2 separate regions of the Mus musculus genome follow, and region 1 is linked to region 2. A link is a contact called in public HiCAR-type data. All regions are on one chromosome and are shown on one strand. The core of a region is the stretch at or near the end of the contact, and the rest is flanking DNA. Distances in the headings are between cores, read along the strand shown. Region 1 has its middle 25 kb from the start of Gm46348. Region 2 overlaps Immp2l (IMP2 inner mitochondrial membrane peptidase-like (S. cerevisiae)).

What was found. HiCAR-type assays count read pairs that join an accessible place to other places.
Region 1: a HiCAR-type map of embryonic stem cells shows a contact between it and region 2, with 5 times the contacts expected there. The contact joins two enhancer-like sites. A contact is called at or near these places in 1 of 484 Hi-C or Micro-C datasets (embryonic stem cells) and 2 of 115 datasets of contacts at active chromatin or transcription factors (both in embryonic stem cells).

Annotation. Positions count from the first base shown.
Region 1 is chr12:42,014,758-42,019,968 of GRCm38.p6, forward strand. No RefSeq gene overlaps it. Among named protein-coding and RNA genes, the nearest start is that of Gm46348, 25 kb to the left of the region's middle. Within about 2 kb of position 2,989, at least 8 of the 459 cell types and tissues checked have an H3K27ac peak or open chromatin away from gene starts, as enhancers often do. A contact at or near this core is called in embryonic stem cells, where this site is marked.
Region 2 is chr12:41,557,246-41,562,489 of GRCm38.p6, forward strand. The region is part of intron 4 of Immp2l (IMP2 inner mitochondrial membrane peptidase-like (S. cerevisiae)); the gene reads left to right. Among named protein-coding and RNA genes, the nearest start is that of Gm40412, 48 kb to the right of the region's middle. Within about 2 kb of position 2,241, at least 25 of the 459 cell types and tissues checked have an H3K27ac peak or open chromatin away from gene starts, as enhancers often do. A contact at or near this core is called in embryonic stem cells, where this site is marked.

The DNA of each region.
Region 1 (5,211 bases), core at 1,739-4,238, 460 kb after region 2:
AGTCTGAAGCATAGGAGGGAGGTTGCAGCTGGACCTTCCTAGGTATCATCTTCCTGAGCCCAGCTAGAATACTCTGTGCTGCCTTGTGTGACCAGTCTGCCCGATAACCTCACTTTACCCCGGACCCCAGCTTAGGAGGCTGTCAGGACTCACCACTTTTCCCTGTGGTTCCTCCCAACTTAAGGTGCATCATATGCTTATCTTTATTTAGAAAACCAAATAGTGATACAACAACAAGACAGTACCTGCAAGAATTTTTTTTTTTGACACTGTATGTTCTGCATTAAGAGAAGCACTGGCTAGTAAAATGTGATCTATTGTTTTTGTATTAAAATACCAACTAGGACAGGACATATAAAGATTGTAGTAATGTAAAGATCTGAGAAAATTTTGCACATTATTGAAGTTAGATTTGTCCAGTTTGAGGCCAAATTCTGTTTCTTTATGATAACATACAACTTATGCTTATGCTATATAGAATTGTCCAGATCTCTACTTTAGTTTTACCTTTGCTGGGAATATTTGATTTTTAATATGCCTTTTTAAAGTATAGTGAGTGAGTTTGTAGGCTCTCAAATAATTTCTTTAATTCTTAATATTAGATTTATTTCTGTTGGCAAAAGTATTGGAATTCTGTTAGGATAGGAGAAAAACTATACTTCTAAACCTGTTACTAGGTCAGCCTGTATGCTGTTAGCATTGTTTAGATACAATGAACATTTTGTCATGTTAACTGCATACATATTATTTCCTTCCACAAGAATTAATTTTGGATGTTTGATATTTTTTATGACTAAAGTTAAAGTCAAAAAGAATTGCTAGTATGAGTGACTTAGAAATATTAAATTTACAGAAATTAAATGGTCATCACAGGTAATAAATTATCTTTTGCTGTTTTTTTTTTTTTTTAAAGCTATTGAGAAAGAAGACAAAGTAGGTAAAATGTGACTAAAAATGTGACTTTTTGGAACCAGAATTAGAAGAGGCAAATTATCTGTTTATGCTATAAAGTACGTGACTTCATCTTTAAAATTTCCCTACAATAGTGCATATGATAATTCTATTTCTATACATATGTTGTACATAAATTGCTTAAAACTTTTAAATGATATGGTATATATAATAAAAATCTATGGAAATAACACGATATGTATATTGTGTAAATATATCCTGAGTAAATTAATATATCATATTTTCTATACTTGTGCTATATGTTACTATACACACACATATATATACATAAAACCTAGGCAAATGCTTAATTTTTATTATATGTGTTTTATTAGTTTTTAAAGTGAAGTGTATGTTATTACAGCATGCAGTATTATAAATAGTAAATTATTTTTTGTAAATTTTAATATTCCTAAGCCATCCATACTAGCAATTCTTTTGACCATATATCTTTCCTTCTGTTACCTGAGTGTTACATGTGGTAGAATTAAAATTGCCACTAAGGACTTACATAGTATTTTCTGTTTCTTTGTTTGTTTGTTTTGGAAATTAAAATGTAGGTATATCATTTCCACTCTTTCCTTCCTTCAACCCTTCCTTTTTTCGTTTTATTTATTTTGTTAATTATTTATTTACATTCCATACATTGCCCTCTCTCCGGTTACCCCCCCCCCCCCACCACACACACACATAGACACATTTCCTCACCCCATTCCCCCTCAGCCTTGCCTCTGGGAGGGTGCTTCCCTCCCCCTATCTTCCTTTCCCGGTCCTTAAGTCTCCAGAGGATTAGACACATCTTCTCCTACTGAGGCCTGAACAGGCAGTCCTTTGCCATATATGTACTGGTTAAGACTCTGGTGAGCCTTAGCTTACCGGGGACCCCCTGAGTGAACCACATGGAGCCAGGATTGATGCAAAAAGCAAGAGAAATATATTGTTCCAATGCACTGTGGTAGTCCCAGACCCGAAGGAGAGGTGGCGACCATCAGTACCTGTTCAGCGAGTTTTTATACGGTTTCCAGGGGCAGAATAGAGCATTAGCAACTAGGCACAATATGATTGGCTGAACAGTGCACCCTTTAAACTGATTGGTTTTTAGGGAATGAGGTGACAAAGACTTCCCTTGTCTGAAGGTGAGCAACGGTCCATCCTGTGGAAGTGTCCCCATCCGCAAGCAGGTTGGTTCCTGCCCTGTGGTCTGAGAAATGTTAACTAGGCTCTCTCTCCCAGAGAGGCAAGTGTTTCATGGCCTTCCCAAAGTTCCTGAGTTGACCTTTTCACCAGGTATTGGGGTTGGGGGTAAGGGAGCAGGAGAGAAACCCAGAGAATGAGGACAATAAATAGACATATGCAGCTTCTAGAGGTGGGAGGCAGGGGAAGCCCCTAGAAACCTGGGAGGTGAGAGACTTTCAGCATTCAATGGGGATGACCCAAAATATCCCAGCAGTGGAGATAGGGAAGACGATTTCACCTCTAGTAGATAAACAGGGCCCCAAGTGGAAGGACATGGTTACCAACCCACGGTCAAAATCTCTAAGAATTGTTCATCTAAAAGAACTATAAGGACAAAAATGGAGAAGAGATTTTTCCAGTGACTGATCCAACTTGGGATCCATCTCACAGAGGGTGGGATTGTGCACCAAAGCCTGACACTGTTACTGAGGCTATGATGTGTTTAAGACAGGAGCCTAGCATGGCTGTCCTTTGAGAGGCCCAACCAGCAGCTGACAGACAGATGCAGGTTCTTATTCCCAACCATTGGAGTGAAGTTGGGGACCCCTATGGAGGAAATAAGGAAAGGATTGAGGAGATGAAGGGGAAGGTGACCCCTTAGAAGACCAGCAGTCTTCTAGAAATTCTCAAGAGACTGGACCACCAATGAGGCAGCATACATAGGCTGATCCCAGCACCCTCTTCCCCCAGATCCTATAGACCATCTTCATTTTGAAAGGAGTCAAACTGAGCCTTGCATATCCTGCATGCTTGGAACAAGAAAAGCCAGTGACACAACTTCCTGCCCCCTGCCTTGGTGGTTGGGGGAGGGGAGGAGACAATGGGCATGTGCACCACTAGTCTAACCTTGAGTCTGCCCAGAAAGCAACAAGCTGTAGCTTACAACGTCCCCTTTCCAGCACAGTTGGGCTCCTGTGCTCCTCTCTCCTCTCTTGCTATGTTCTATCATCACCTTCTCTGCATTCTCTCCCTCCTCAGGCCTCCAGTCTGGCCAGGCCTCACTGTTCACTATGCTGTTGTTGCTGATTGAAATATATCCTGTACCATCAAAACTGTGAACCAGTTTTCTCAGAGTTCTTACAGTACTAGAAGAAGGCAAATTGAGAGAATTTGAAGTTTTTGATGTCACTTTGTGTGCTGGCTAGTATTGCATCAACTTGATAAAATCTAGAGTTATTAGAGAGGAAAGAGCCTCAACTGAGAAAATGTCCTCATACAATCAGAGTGGAGAAAAGCCTGTAGGCCATTTTCTTAATTAGTCATCGATGTGGGAGGGCCTGGCCCTTTGTGGGTGGTGCAATCCTTGGGTTGTTGGTCTTGGGTTCATAAAAAAGCAAGCTAAGCAAGCCATGGGGAGCAAGCCAGTAAGGAACTTGAAGAAAGTATTTCATTTGATTTTGGTTTTTATGGGTGCCCACAGTTGAGAGGCTTTGAATATTTTTCTTTTATTATAAATATATTCCTTTATATCATATATCCTGATTACCACTTCCCCCCCCCCCATTACACCTCCCAGTTCCTCCCCACCTCCCTTTCCATCTGGATCCATCCTCTTTCTCACTCATTGGAAATCTAATATGCTTCAAAGGTATAGTAGCAAAACAAAACAAAACAAAACAAAATAAAATAAAAACAAAAACAAACACATCAGAATAAGAAAAAAACCAAACCAAACCAAAAAAAAAAAAAAACCCAGAAGGAAAAGAGCCCCCCTAAAGCACAAGAGACAAATACAGATGCAGAGACCCTCTCATTAGCATGCTCAAGGATCTCATACAAACACAAAACCAGAAGCCCTAATATATACACAAAGTACTTGTAAGCTAAAAAATAAAATAAGATAAAAAAATGACAAAATCTTTAAAAGAAAGAGAGAAAGAAACAGCCCTGATATGACATTCTGAGGCAATGAATTTTCAAAGCTGCCATTGGCTTTGTTTTCCATTGGCCGTCAACTGCTGGGTACGTAGCCTATCCTTAAGAGTAGTCTTTAGTCTTTTTTTTTTTCTTTCTCAGTGAGACTCCTTTGGAGAAAATTAAAAACCCCATCTGGTGCAGACCTGTTCAGGCCCTGTGCATGCTACCTCTTTCTCTGTGAATTCATATGTGTGTAGGTCCTGTTGTGTTCAAAATGCCCATATTGTATCAACCCTTCCAAAGCATTCTCTGAGCTAAAATCTAAGGGAAGGGATTTGATAGGAACATCTCATTCAAGACCAAATGCTCCAAGGTCTGTCACTCTCTGCATATGGTTTGACTGTGGGTCTCTGCATTTGTTCTCATTTGCTGTATGAGGAATCTTCTCTGATGATGACTGAAAAAGACACCGATCTATGAGTATAGCACAATGTCATTAGGAGTCTATTAGGAGTTTATTGCTATTTTCCTTGAGTAGAACAGTTGTATTTGGTTTTACCCTAGGTCCCTGGGGTATTTAATCTCAGTTCTTTGGCCAACCAGGCAGCGTAGGGTATAGGTTCTTTCTCATGCAGTGGGCCTTAGGTCAAAGCACGTATTGGTTGCTTATTCCCTCAAGCTATGCTACAGTTGCACTAGCATATCTTCCAGGCAAGACACCATTGTGGATTAAAGAGTCTGAGTGTGCAGATGGGTTGGTGTTTACATTTCTCCTTTAGTACCATGCAGAGTATCTTCTGCTACCATGGACATCAGCCCAGTGAGGAAGGCTTTACGTAAGCACAAGTTGGACTTCTCCATTTTCAATGAGTTGTGTAGGTGTTGTTTTCAGTAATGGGGCCTTGTCATCAGTTTGTGGAGATACAACAATGGCCTTGGCAACAGCTTGGGCTGTTTAGGGATTCCCATGGGAGAACTCTGGCCAGTAACTCAATTAGATTCCACCTATTCTCACTACAGGAAAGCTTCATTTGGTTATAAAATCTATCCAGTTGGAACTATCTCTCCTACATTATTTGGTGATTTTATTTAGATTCCTTTTGTAGATGTATATGTTTACAGAAGCTTCTATTGTATTCCATTTCCATAGTACCTTTCAAATGGGTC
Region 2 (5,244 bases), core at 991-3,490:
TTGCCTATTCTAAATGTAATACATGCCATTTATTCCTCTTTAATATGTAAGCTTCCTTATCAAAACAAATCAGAGAATACCAAATAGAAGCTTTGTATTTTGGCAATATTAGTGCTTTTCAGAGCATCTCCTTCTCAAATATGGAAGCCCATACATGGGTGGTTGTGGTGTTTTCTCAGCGTCTCCTTTTGCTGACCTATTTAATACTAAGCTTCACAGATCATTATATCACTGCATTGTTTTTATACTGCATAAAAATTTCATCAGTGACTGGATAGAGGGCTCCCTGGGTAAGAATGCTTGCTTTGTAAACATGAGGACCTGAGTTCATATCACCAGCAATCATGCCTATGTGTGTCTGTAACCCACCACTGGGGACCAGGGACAGGCTCCCAAGAGCCAACTTAGCCAAATCAGCAAGCTTCTTCTGGTACATAAGATGCTGGTCATACTGTGAGATGGAGGTGAGGTGATAGAGAAGAGCACACTGTCCTAGTTTGGCCTCCTCGTGTGCATGTACTACATCTAAGCATTGTCATGTTCACATACCAATCCATGCACAAACACAGAACTCACCATTGGCTTTGCTGTGATGTTTGCTTAAAATGAAAGTTATTAAGTGCATTAAAATCTAGTAGCCAACATGAAGACTTTTATTTTTTTATTGTAAAGTCTCACTTATTGATTTATTTAGCGTATAAGCCAATGAGCAATATAGAGAGCAAGTGTGGTAGAGTTCAAAGAAAGTGCCACTGGAGAAGTAAAGACTTGAAGTTCAGCACTCACGCTGTGTTTGGCACACATGCACTTAATCTACTTAAAACAGGACCATGTGAGCTCAAAGGACAAACATATCTTAAGTTTGCCTTTTATGCAGCAGAGCAAGCTCCAAGTAGAAAAACGATCTTAATCCACAAAGCAAAGACATATTATTTTCAACAAACAAGCTTGATAACTTCTCACTGTGCCAGGCACAGAGGAGACTTTACTCACAGAATACCACGGTCTAGCTTTTTCCTCTCCTCTCTTCCTTTTGCTCCTCTCCCACCCCTGCCCTCCGGTCCTTCTCCTTTTCCTCCCTCTCCACTATTTTTATTTTTCTCTGCTTCCTTCCCTTTTCCAACACTCCGTAAAATTCCAATTTTTAAGAATTTTCTTTTTAATCAGGGAAATTCAAAATAAGTGATGATTTACAAAGAGAAAACACTTGAGGCATAGTTTGTAAAATATAAAATACCACCAATATTAATTTCAGGAACAAAATTAGCCCCCTTTACTCTATGTATATCACAGTCCTCCCTGGTCCTGTCCACCAGTTTATTGTCTGCCATAGACTTGTTTATGTGTTCTGTGGAATCTAACTGAGGAACAGTAGTGGAAGCTGAAATGGCTCAGTAAGAGCTATAGAACAAACAATGAAATGGAGACCTTGTGATGAGTTTAGCTGTGAGAGATGCTAGTGTTACACGCAGCTTATAATGACCTTGAGTTCAAGACCAAAACAGGATTTAAAGTACACTATACTCAAGATAAGAGCATAAGATGGTACAAACCATTCCTTGTTTTATTTATGGCTTTTAGAAGACCCTAGCTAGGTGTGTGTGTGTGTGTGTGTGTGTGTGTGTGTGTGTGTGTGTTTGTGTGTATGTATGAATGTATCTACCTATATATATTTCAAACATCATACCAAAACTCTATAAGTAACTTCGAACCTTTTTTTCCTGACAAACTAGGAGCAGTATGCTAAAAGAAGCTGGTTGCAGACTCCTGGCCTAAGGCCTGAGGTGCACATTTTACACCAAAGCAGACCTGACCTCCAGATCCTCCCTGCTTCCTTAATACCTACCTGGCAAACCCTGCCCCCACCCAGAACTTTCCAGGCCAGGGGCTGGGCTGCCCTGCCCACAGAGGCTCCTCCCTACACAATCCAAACAGAACCCTGACTGAACCTTTAAGAGCAGTATGGGGATAATTTCAGTAATTTAAAAAGATGTTGCTTTCTATAATAAAAATTGACTCCTTTTCTTTTATTTACTTGAATCAATGCTTGTTGCAAACACCTTAAAATCGAATTGAAATACACCTAATCCTTGTTTTTCTGAAGGACTTGATTCCCTGTTTCAAGCCCATTTGTGGTGGAATTCTGAGCTATTTATATGTAAATGAACATCTCTGGTAATTGGCACAGGGAGAGCCCGGGAGAAGCCCAGGCATCTCAGAGAAAGTAGGGGGCTTTCCCTCTGTTATGCATTCATGGTGGTGAGTGGGGACAAACAGTTTGAGCCTCATGTCAACATCGCTCTCCCTGGAAATAAAGCGAAGCAAAGGGAAACTTTGTGTTAAGGATTACATGGTGAACTTTTGTGTGTGTGTGTGTGTGTGTGTGTGTGTGTGTGTGACACGTCACCTTAGAGCTGCCAGGTCTGATAGGAAGCAAAAAGCAATCATTAACTTCTAACTACTTGGGATAGGAACTTATTTGCTTCAGGTGGTTGAGTTAAGGTAAAATTGTACAATGGTTTTGGTTGTGAAAGACGCAGTTTTGTTAGATTGCAGCTTTGTGACAATGGTACCAAAACAGTGGTTCTGGTTTTACATTTTTCCTAGTTTTTATGGGTGTAAGAGGAAAGTGTTACTGAATGACCTTCTAGGGAAATAAGAACATTTAACAGTGCTCAGTGCCCAGGGGAATTTGTTCCACGGCCATGCCCAGCACTTATGGGATGTTTCAACTTTAAGGAGAAAAAAATTTAAATAATAAAGTCAGTTATGGTGCAAAGAATGAGACCCTAAGATGGCTCATTTGGTAATTGCACTGGCAACCAAGCCTCATGACCCAAGTTTAATCCCAGGGGCCAACGGTTAAGAACTGACTTTGGCAGGTTTTCCCCTGACTTTTGAGAGTGTGCCATGACCCACACAGACCCCTAACCCCACAGGCTTACTAGATAGGTGTTTCAGAAAGCAGTGTGAGTACTGACGTAGTTTAAATGACATAGTTTTAAATTCACATAGCTGTCTAGCAATCTATTCACACAGCTAATTACTGACATTTCTAGTAAATTCTGCTGGTCTTGAGCAGTAGACCGAAGGGCTACTGTGGCACAGCAGAAAACAGGGCCCTCCAGTGTTCCTTGTGGTTGTCACTTTCCATCTGTAAGCCCTAGTGGACAGTTGGATGACAGTTGCCTCCTGATTGTGGCTTGTTTGTCCTTTGCAGTGCCTTCACGGCTTTTCCTTCTGTAGATGACGGTTGTTTAAAACTTTCCACTTGCCAGTAACTCCACATAGAAGTATACACTTGAAATGTTCACTGATCTCAAGTCATAAATATACCTATTTTAAAACAGTTCTTCAGCATAAGATATAATTTGACCACTTATTACAGATGACAGCAAACTCACATCACAGTAAGATACATAAACATGCTTATTTTATATTTAAAAAAAAAAAAACCCTGAAAATTGCCTGACAGCGCTGCTGAAGCACCCTGCACATATCCACACAGCATAAAGGGCAACAGGGGATTGTTGGCTGTTGTAGAAACGGGCTGGAATCCTGTTTAATGCACCCCAAGTCAGAAACTTAAACAGCTGTTTGTAAAACCAGACATCTTAATATAATCCCCACATATGCTAATTTGATATTTAGATGCTGAATAATGATGGTATGATAATGTCTTTGCTTTTCACAATTAAACCATTGTATTTCTAGAAGAAGAAAATTGCTTGTAGCTACAGTAAAACTACTGCTGTTCAGAGGAGTTGACAGTCTTACCCTGTAGTTTGCTGACCTTGGGTGGATGGGGTGATGGCATTCAGAGGTTGATATGAACATCAAAGCTGTGGTCAGGCAAGACAACAGGGCATGTGCTGCCAGAATCCCCCTCAGGTTCATTTTAACAGTTGTTTTGCATTGATCTTTAAAATCTGAAATATTGCTGCTAGGAAAAACAGTTCCTTAGATAAACACACCCCTTCTTTATGAGTCAGCCATTTTATGCGTAGGTATGTAAGGAAATGTAAGCATATTATTTTTGTAGCTGCTTGATTCAGAATGTCTCAAACTAGAAGGCATTTAAGTAGGTGAATAAACACCCTGTAATGTATCTACCTATTGAAATAATACTTCTTGCCAGGACTACATGTAAAGACTCTATCTCTCCCCAATTCCACAACCCCCAAAAGACATGAAATCCTACTACCCAGTAATAAACAAGGTGTAAACTTCAGCCAGGATGAATCTCAAAATAATTATGTTGAGCTAAACTATTGTGCTGACATTGGAGAAAATAGCAGCTATGTTAAAGACACACAGTTGAATGTCATTGGGAGTTTCTTTTCAGGAAAAAAAAAAGTTTACATATTAGTTTTCTGTGGCAGCCCTTAAAAAAAACAAACAAACTACAAACTTAGTGACTTGAAAGGTTAGCTTTTAGTTCCTGCACAGTTCAGAGCTGTTTGTATGCTATCTATTTATAGAAGCTCTGGGCAAGAGCTGGTCCTGTTCCTTGGCCACATCTGGTGGCCATTGCTATTCCTTGCCTAGTTTCAGCAGTGTTCTGTGCTGTGAATTCATCTTTACCTGGCCTTCCAGTGGTTCCTTCTCTATGTCTTACTTTTAATACAGACACTCTATAGGACTACTTGTATGGACACAGGGTTACATCTAGATCTTTAATGATAATATGCTTATCTCAAGAGCCTTTGTCTAAAAACAGCCTTTTTCCAAGCAAGGTGTTATACCTAGGTTCCAAAACTTAGAATGTTTTTTTAGAATGTCTTTTAGCATGTCTTTTTTAGAATGTCTTTTGCATGTCTTTTGGCGGTCATCATTCTGTCACCTACTCTGTATTATTCTGCTTACAGAAAACTGTAGAAAAATGCAGCCTAGTTCATGGTGACAAAGGGTTTTTAGGACATCTGGAGAATAAGACACGTGCTTTGCTCTGGTCATCTTCACAGCAGCACCTTTACAAGAGTATACATATGCTAGAACAGAACCAGGATTGAGGAGATGGCGTAGTCGTTAAGTGTGTACCCACAAGCCTGAGGTCCTAAGTTGAGATTCCAGCACCTAAGTCATGATGAACATTGTTCTGAGTATCTGTAATCTTAGCACTGGAAAGGGAGTCGGTGGGGACACACTGCTAGTCAGTCTAGCTGATTGATGAGCGCCTAGTTCAATGAGAGACCCTGTCTCAAAAGTGTACTGGCTGATTTTCCAGAAGGCCATGTTCCCTTC